Regions from separate parts of the Anser cygnoides genome. Here region 2 is linked to region 1. The links are chromatin contacts, called in public Hi-C maps. All regions are on one chromosome and are shown on one strand. Each heading gives the region's core, a stretch centred on a gene start, on an enhancer-like site or on the middle of the called end of the contact. The rest is flanking DNA. Distances are from core to core; before and after follow the strand shown.

Evidence for each region. A called contact is a pair of places that touch in the nucleus more often than the background predicts.
Region 2: a contact with region 1 is called in a Hi-C map of liver, with 4 times the contacts expected there. The contact joins two enhancer-like sites. A contact is called at or near these places in 2 of 7 Hi-C or Micro-C datasets (both in liver).

The regions. Positions count from the first base shown.
Region 1 is chr12:5,972,201-5,976,883 of Taihu_goose_T2T_genome, reverse strand. No RefSeq gene overlaps it. Among named protein-coding and RNA genes, the nearest start is that of MAF, 110 kb to the left of the region's middle. Within about 2 kb of position 2,368, at least 2 of the 3 cell types and tissues checked have open chromatin away from gene starts, as enhancers often do. A contact at or near this core is called in liver, where this site is marked.
Region 2 is chr12:6,132,039-6,136,721 of Taihu_goose_T2T_genome, reverse strand. All of the region lies in intron 2 of MAF (MAF bZIP transcription factor), which reads right to left. Among named protein-coding and RNA genes, the nearest start is that of MAF, 53 kb to the right of the region's middle. Within about 2 kb of position 2,516, at least 2 of the 3 cell types and tissues checked have open chromatin away from gene starts, as enhancers often do. A contact at or near this core is called in liver, where this site is marked.

The sequences.
Region 1 (4,683 bases), core at 1,119-3,618:
TAGTTTTCCATAGGCAGATCTCAGTATTATTCTTCACATGAGAGAAGTAAAGAACTTTCCTCAGGGAACAGATCTAAGGAAAACAAAGACCTATGAGAAAATCCTGAAAGTTCAATGTCACACCATTATATATTTGATCGTTTAAAAAAATCTGATCCTCCATACAATAGTTCATACACTTTTAAAGGAGGTTATATATTTGCTATGGAGTCCTGTAATGACACATTCCCTATTAAACCTTCATTCTCTAAGCTGTTCTGTATTTCCATGCTTCCCTGTAGCATTTCAGTGATGCATCCTCAAGATGAAATATACTACTGAAATGTTAAAATAGTTTCAAAGTCTTTATTTAATAAGGTTTACCATTAAAGGGCAGGAATTATATGAGAAGTTTGCTGCATAATGCATAAGAAAACAATTATTTAGATAAAGAAGATCTGCACGGCTTATATATTTTTTGTTCTTCAACCTATTACATGACATCATTTTAATATAAAAGTACTTTGTAATTATGATGCCTTTCCTGATAATTCTTTGTTGTACACCACTGGATCCCGCTTATCTGAGCCCGGAGATCTCTTAGAGATCTTATATTCACACCTTAATGAAGTCCCACAAGAATTATTCCTACCTTCTCAACCTCTTGCTTTGCATTGGTGTGCCCAGGACAGCGTTTTCTTTAACTTCCACATTTTAAGCTTTAATCTTTGCCTAGAGGGCAGCAAAACAGCATCTCCTGAGGACTCCAATACCTCAATTTGCTTCTCTTACTCAGCGAAGGACCACAGGCTCTTCTTCTGTCTTCCTAATGCTGCACTGAAAGGTACAGCCAAAATGTAACCAACCTCGGCCAGCGTGGGTTGGCAAGGGAGCAGCGTGGTTCGCCCCGTCTGTCTCCCCACTGACCTAACAAACCAAGCTTGAACCTGCCAGGAAAGAGCCTCCACTAGCCACCCTCAAAGGGTTTTGTCAAACCTGCTGCCAGCGACCCACCAGCTATGAGGTAGTGTCTCTGCCTTGGGTTGGAGCTTGCAGAACTAACTCAATTATTTAATGACGGGGGAGACGTTACTGCTGAGACTAGAACTTGCAGCTCTAGTTTCTGGGCCTAAACGGGGACTGTGAAGAAATGCTGGAAGCAAGACAAGCGCATAACTGTTCAGTTGCAAAACTTCAATGTCTGTAAGATTTTCTTCCAGTGAGGTATGCAGCTGAGACGCTGCTTCATGGATCAAAAGCCACCTGGCTAGTGGAACAAGATCTCAGATAGGTGAGCAGTCTGGGTGCTCCTTTTTTATTAAACTGAAAAAATAAAATAAAATAATTCAAAGCCAATCTCCAGAAATCTCTCTCCGGATCTCTCAAAGCTCTGAGGAAAGACATACCCAGTGGTACTCACCCCTCTGTTGCCCACCAAAGTATTTGAGTTCTACAACAAAATGCACCTGAAGCAGGAGTGAAGCGTTTCTTAGATCACAGCAGATAAGGCTGAAGTTGAAAATAGTAGAGTCAATAGGAACAGGAATGCCCCCAGCAAAGAAAAACACCTGAATAACTGTCTGAGCAGCAATGCTAATAAATCTAGTTTCTCGTGGCTTCGTGTACCTAGACTGGCACCTCTGCCTGGTGAGGGCTCATGTTGTGGTATCCATTGGGGAAGGCATGGCTGGGGCCCTTCTCTTCCTTGCTGCCTGTTTTCATGAACTTGTATATGCAAATCTTCCCCACAATTTCCCTTTTTTTGTCTTCTGTTAACATCAACCACATGGATTAGAAGTTAGACAGGGAAGATAAAGATGGCCAGAAACAAGATATGGTGATAGCCTCCCCCCTCTAGAAAATTATAAAATGTGCCAGAAAACAAAATAATTACAATTTATGTTAGTTATGTGGAGATATGAGGACAGAACACATGCAGGAGAGTCATCCCCTCAGTATTTGGAATTACTTAATCTTGCTGGGAGACAGTAACAAAAATAATAATAAAAACTCACAGTTAGGGTCAGTCTCTAGCAGATATTTGCAAATGTTTTCAAGTGTCTGTGCAGAAGGGATAACCTCTGCTTGCAGACCGAACAGAGTTAGCACTTTCTATCTAGCACTGCCTCTCCTCTGTTTCTTGTGCACAGCTTTGGTTATGGTGAGCCACAAACCATTTTGATTTTCTTTGTGGATGCTTGAACCCCCCCTCCCAAAACACAGAAAGCTACTGGAAACCTCAACCAAAATCTACTGGAATTCGAAATCTGCCTGAACTGGTGTGTCTGACCTCTGCTTACACCGATACGCAAAATTCACAGCACCCTCAGAGCCACACTCACAGGTTGCTCTGAACAGCAAACACAACTTTCCTTTTATCTCTGGCAAAAATGGAGAAGCAAAGTAAGGCTGCTTGTGAAAAGCATTTCATATGTAAGGCAGATTAGAACATTAGTGGTGTAATAAAGTAAATAAGATGGCAATTGACCTGAGACATGTGGGGTTTACCCCAATTTTTTGTTTATAGTTGAAGGTCGTAAGCTATACAAACCTCTATTGATCAGAGTCCTCTTTGTTTAAACAGAACCTACTGTATTTATTTGTGCTGTTCCTCTAAAGTCAAACAAAAGGGGACAGTTTTAAGTAAATCTCTGCATGACACTGCTGCCATGTGGTTCATTCACTCAGTATACAGATGTTTTCAATCTGTACAGTTTGTCTTTCATATCCATATGAGATGAAGCAGGCTTGATTTAGGCTGGGAATGATGCCAAAGAGAGAAGATACATCATTAACCCTTAATAAACGACTCATGAAGCGTTCCTAGTTTATTCATTAAAAGGACTCCGTGAAGGATTACCATAACACCTTATGAGCAGTAAGAAGCCTTTACTTGTCCGTAATATTATGCGACAGGCATTTATATGGAAAACAAAATGCTTGGTGTGGGAAAGCCTCCCCTTTCATTCTGGTACACACTCATATACAAGCTAAAAATAAGCATCTACCCAAAGTCAGCATTCAGAAAATGAACATTGTCACGAATTAGAAGGGCAGAATTCATTTGGGCTTTGCTATGTAACTGATGTGCTGTGAAACCAGGACCCTGTGCCCTGGGCATCACAACTGTTTACAGAATCGGTTCTTGCTTTATCACCTTACTACACTCTATAGGTATATATTAGCACAGACTATAGGTATTTACTTGACACATACTATGTACAAGAGACAAGACGGTGCCTCTTACTGCACTGAGAAGCAGATTAGGAGACTTTCCCAAGATCACGTGAGAAGGACATAGCAGAGCCAGGAAATGAACCAAACTGCCCCAAAACACAGCCCAGGCAGTTCCTCACAAGACTATCCCTCCTCCTGTATTGTTTTCCCTCTGCTCTCCTCAACGTCCCTTTCTCCTAACAAACAATTAGAGCCCTTGACAAACATTAGATGTGTGCTAGGCACAGCACTGTGCTCATATTGGATACAGGAATATTAGAAGCAGCTACTGGCTTGGAAGCAAGCAGGGAAAAAAAGGCCACAGCTTTTTCTTCAGATGGTTTACAGGGCTTTGCACGCTGAGCCTATTCTTACTGTATTATTCGGAAAACAATCTGTTGCATCACTACAAAGAAGAAACTGCTGATCCAAGGCAACTAACAGACAATCTCATTCAATCACTTTCTTCCTTTATTAAAAGATGCAAAACACAGTAGTGAGTTTAAGCCTGCTGTGCCAACAGTAACGTCTCTTGATTTTAGCAGGGAGCAGCGTGGCTCGGTAAATGAAAAAAAATCAGAATTTATTTGTTTTTTCCTTCTACTCTAGCTCAGATAGAAGGCAGAAATTCAGCACACCACTTAGCTTAAAAAATTCACAATTGAAGACCACTGCTCAGGAGCGTGGGCTGAAACGACTTCTCCTTGCTATAAAGCATTGTCCCTATAGATTTTATAGCCAATCCTATGCGGTTAGCAGGAGAAAAAGCCTAGGAACTTGGAGGATATTCTGCCCCATTTCGGGTTGTGTTTGAAGAATGGGCTATACATAGTCACATGTATGTTCAATTATTCATTTTCCAGGAGGTGTTTCAGTCAGGGAGAGCAGGCTCAGCACATACCATAAAAATACTTCTGCTCCTTACGCTCTAGATCTGCGCTACAGGTCAAACAAGCTACGCTCAGTCATGGGACATTAAGTCCCTGGATCTTGAACTCCAGCTGACTGCCTCACCCAAGCTTTTGGGCGAAACGAGCATCTCCCCAGCCGGGATGCTAACCGGAGAAGTCAGCGGGTCGGGCTTCTCTTCACCCCACTGCCAAGAGAGCTCCTCTCCGGGCGGCTTTTGCGCAGCCTAAACCCTCCCAAGCCGCAGCGAAAGTGAGGAATCAGGCAAAGGCAGGGTTGTTGCTTTTTTTTTTTTTTTTCCACCTCCTTCCCTACCATAAAAACCGAACTCCCCCCAGTGCTAATCCCAGTGCTAGAGACACAGCCCTTTTCTCGCTGACTGGGGGGAATTACTTAATTCGGCGCAGCTGGCCCGGCCCAGCTCCCCTGGCAGTGCAGGCCGCCAGTGCACGCAGCTGGGAGCCGCAGGCCCGGCCCGCTTTAACCCCTCCACGGCTGCACTGCCCGAGGAGGAATTGGGGTGTACGGACTGGGAACGCACCCCCTTGTCTGCCTGTGGGCTCGGGAACCCCCCCCCCC
Region 2 (4,683 bases), core at 1,267-3,766, 160 kb before region 1:
TTACAGATGGAAAATTCTGCACATATAAACATATTTGTAAGAAAATCTCAGTCCTAGAGAATTACAGTCAATCAAATAAGGAGCAGAAACATGTAATGCAACCAGTATTGCACCAATCAATACAGATCAACAGGAGTCTGATCCTTACTGGGTGGTATTTGCAATTAGCTGTGCTTTTTTGCAATTTAAAATTCATTTGGTTTCTTGTAATGACTGGTGGATTGCTTACAGTTCTGCCCAAGTTCCTCCCATTTTCTTCAATTTAATATAAATATATTTGGTGAGTTATTTATAATAAATAAATGTGAAAAAAATTACCTGCAGACTACTTGTGCTCACCCCCTCCCCCTGCACACAAAAAGGCTAAATCAGTGAAATAAATTAATTGCTATGAATTATTCAGCTCTACCTGTGGCAATGAAAAATAGCAAGAGCATTAGGTTTCTTCTTTGTGTACTAAGCCTCTAATTTATAGAGAATGCATATTAATAAAACACAGGATATTCATCAATATTCAAGTCACTGGCTGCCTGGCTATTTAATCTAAAATTACCAGCTAGCTCAAAACTCTTACTAGTTAATCATGCAATCTAAGCCATTCTGATATTGATGGTTAACATTAATTGCCCAACTGCAATTTATAAAATCCTCTCCTACATCTTTCTTTTGCCTAGCAGAGAGCCCTTTGACACGTCTAACTTCACAGACAAGCTGCAGAAGACCAGTTCATCTGGGCCCTTCTACAACCCAAAATGTTTGCTTGTTTCCCAAGAAAAGGATGTAATCTCCCATTGTGTTTTTGCATCTCTTCTGAATATACTAACAACAGTGAAAGATAGTTATGGTCTGAAGAGGATATAAAGAGAAATGCTAGCTCTGCTGCAGTCAGTGAGAGTCACCTTTGACTTCCATAGCATTAGAGTTTCCTGAGAATCACAATCAATACACATCAATACACTACAAGGAGCACAAGGACTACCCAAATTCCCCTGCCACACCACATCTCAGTTCCTTAAACCTTGCTGAAAAGGGGCCTCTAACTAACTAATTAGCTAGCTAAATAACTATCTTGTCTAGCTAGCTAGCTAGCTCCAGCTCTGACATAAAGGATGGCTGTTTGGTTTCCCTGAATATTATCAGAAAAAAAAATGTTCTTCATTGTAAAGATTTTTATATATTTTGTGGTTTCTGCAGATGTTCTGCAGATGTTCATGCAGAGCTTGTTGGCCTTTAAATGGAAGCACCAGGGAGGCTGGAACAATGACCAGTGTCACAGTGACCAGTCACGAACTCCACAAAAAGACACCAACAGTGGATTTCCTCCCCAAAACCTGACTTCATGTGATACAACTAGGCCAAAATTTAGGCACAAACTCACAAAGTTTATCATACCAGCAAGAAGTGCCGATGGAGTGGATGTCAGAGACAATTTCCTAAAGTGCTGCATGGTAACACGTAATGTGACCCTATATCCATATTCCTCACCTACAATTTGTCTTCATTGTTCTACTTTTTTATTAACATAATCAGATTAAAACAAACCAAGAAAGAACAACAGCAAAGGTAAAGGTCAGCTGTTTTAACCAAACAGTTAAGATCTTGGAAGTTAACTGTAAAGCAGGAAATTTGCAGCCAGTTCACTGTCCTCACTGAAGCAGGAACTTCAAACTACAGTTTATATAGTTGCATAAATATACTGCACAATAAATAAAAGCTTTCTTAAAAATGACATTCTCAACCTCTTTCAAATGGTTTTAATCTTGTTTCATTTAAGCTTAGGCTTAAGAACCAACAAAAATTTTGCTAAGAATACTTTTTGAGGAAGGAAAGCCCTGTTCTCTGTATATAGACATTCTCCGGAACAAAGAGGCAAGTTTTCTGAATTTTGTCATTTTGCCCCTCTGGAACTCAGGAACTGCCAACAAATCAGGAATTGTTTCCTTCCGTTATTTGAGGGCTGCTTGTGATCGCTCACTGGCCGGATAAGGCACGTGGTGTTGTTTCTCCTCCCCGATTGCTCCGGCACCAAAGCACGCTCCTGGCCTTGGGACTTATGTAAGGGTTTCCATCCATCACAGCCGTGTCAATAAGAACTTGAACCTGAATGTTTGCAGAAAGCAAACATGAGAAGTGCAATAGCGGAGTCTACCCCCAATTCATTTCAAAATTCCGGTAAATATTTGTGAACAATGTTTTGTAGCATTCGTACAGCTCCCATTGGCGATTAAACTCAGCTTCAAAACATACTGAGGCTCTCAGTGAATTCTGAGCTGCCGAAAGGTAACAACACGCTGACAGCAGAGAGAAAATGATGACTGCAGAGTGAAACACAGCCTCGGATAAATAAACTCTCAGCAAATCTCAGTAATTCTATGTGGCGTAAAAGAGGCTTGAGCCTTGTCTGAACTGGGCTTTCACCGAAGTTAGAAAACCAGGTTTAAATTAAATTTAAAGACCATTCTTCTTAAAAGCACTTCTCCACTGCTTTGGCTGGAGAGTGTATTTTTCTAACCAATGTTTACATAGTTTGATCCATTTTCACTTCTTTGCTTTAACTGAAACTATTAATTAAGGTATTTAAAAATTAAATTGAGTGTATGCCTCCTTTGGACTGGATCTCAGGCTTCATTTAATTGTTGGTTCTCGTGCTGGGTCTGGCCGTGAGGGTGTGTGAATCTGTCTTGATTTGGAAATGAACCCAAATTTACAAATGTATTTCATGCAGGCTACAAGATTTAGTAAAATGCCAAAGACATGCCCTGCTTTAATTGTTTTAATTGTTTGGAATATATCCCTGTGATTTTAAAAATGACATCTGCAATAAACATGGGCACATGAGCCTTGTGTAACTCGCTGCAGAAAACTGTGTGCATCTGTAAATGGTTTAGCTGGAGTTAGAGGCATAAAACAAATGTTTGATTTTGTGAGCACGAAAACATTCACACATTTCTTGTGATTTATATACCGTAATCATGCTGGATTTTCAAGTGGAAAGGGTGCCTAGAAATTACTGAAAAAGGGTCATCTCTATCTTTCTATTTGCAACTAATATAATGCAAGGCTTTCGATCTTAGTGGGGCCCAATATGCATACTGAAGTCTGATTTAGATTTTCCCGTTGAACGGCTTTTCTGTATATAAATCTCATGAAGACACACTGATCCTTTAAACTTCAGTGTTGATGCTGAAATTATGCTGTGTGTCAAAATTACATCAAACAGCCGCACTTATTTCCACCAGAAAAATTTGATTATTTCACTCTCATTTACATTACATTTTTTCCCCACTATAATGCTGACTTCGAAATTCCCTTAGGTCTGGACACATGAAGTGTACTTTTTCAGTAGAAAGAAAGCTTTCATTATATTTCATGATTTTTTTTCTCCTTGATTTGAATGTTATAATTGGATTCGGGAGATATTTATTGCGAACTTCATGTTTTGCCAGGCTCGATGAGCGGCATCTTTTAATTTCTCTCTTTTCAATGAACCTTTTGACTTGATAAAAGTGGCTCTAAGGTATTTTTACAAAAGGGGCAACAGAGCCAGTTCATTTTGAAACCCTCTCTTTAAAGTATCTCATTTCCTTATTATTTCTTAATAGCAGCACAATCCTGCAATGTCATAAAGAATGCCGCAGTTGACTTCAGTGGGATCAGGATCACTCCCTACTGTAATTAGTTGTATATTTCAAAATATTAGAGGTCATTTTATTTTTCTTTTTTTTCTATCCAAGAAAAGAAAACATTTTGGAAAAAAAAGACTTTCAAGGGTGACTGTCAGTATAATACTAAAAATAAGTTGCATGCATTCCAGTTACTACAATTTATGCCTCTAAGGAAATTTTCCTCTTCTCATTTACTGCAAAATTTTAATGCGAGCTTTTACAGCCATTGATTCAATATCTTTAATCTTCCCCCAATATTAGACAGAAATGGGACTAACTGGGGAAAATCCATCTGGTTATAAAGCACACTGTCTATAAAGTTGTTCAGTTCATCCAAAGCGACTTTTTTTCCCAGTGGGTTCAGATAGGATGAAATTATAATATTTGGAAATACTGTTAATACTATTCAGAGATTAATACATTTGTAATTAATAATAAGTTTAAAATATTATGACGCCTCTGGAGAAATCAAAAGATCTAATGCCAATCACCCCACTCTGTCAGGGATGGTTTAGGTCCCACTGCACCAAATTCAGATGCTGTTAATTATGTTCAGCAGCAAAACCTTCTCTCTGAGCCCAGAGGATGAAATTGTGCCTCAGCCCACACCAGGGAGGGAGCACGTCACCCCAGCTGCTTGTTTTGATGGGCTCCTTCATGGTTTGCATGCAAAGGGCTGGGAGCTGTCCTCCCAGAGAGAAATTAGCTGAGCATCCGCCTCTCTGTCCATAGCCCTGGATGCAGGGAGGTGCAGCACCTGGCCAAAATGGTCCAGGGCCTGTAACAACTTGACCCTGAGCAGCTACAGGCAGAGCAACATGTCCGACCATGCCCTTGGAGCAAGGGAAAAATGTATGCTTTCCCCTGAGGACCATTAGGTAAATGCTAAAAATACAAAGCACAGCTTCTGACTCGCAGAGTGCAACTGTGCCCAGTGGACAGTCCCTTTAGAACTGGTGGGACTGTCGTGCAGAATGAAGTTGTGAACCTGCTGAAGTGAATGGAAAGACTCTGGTGT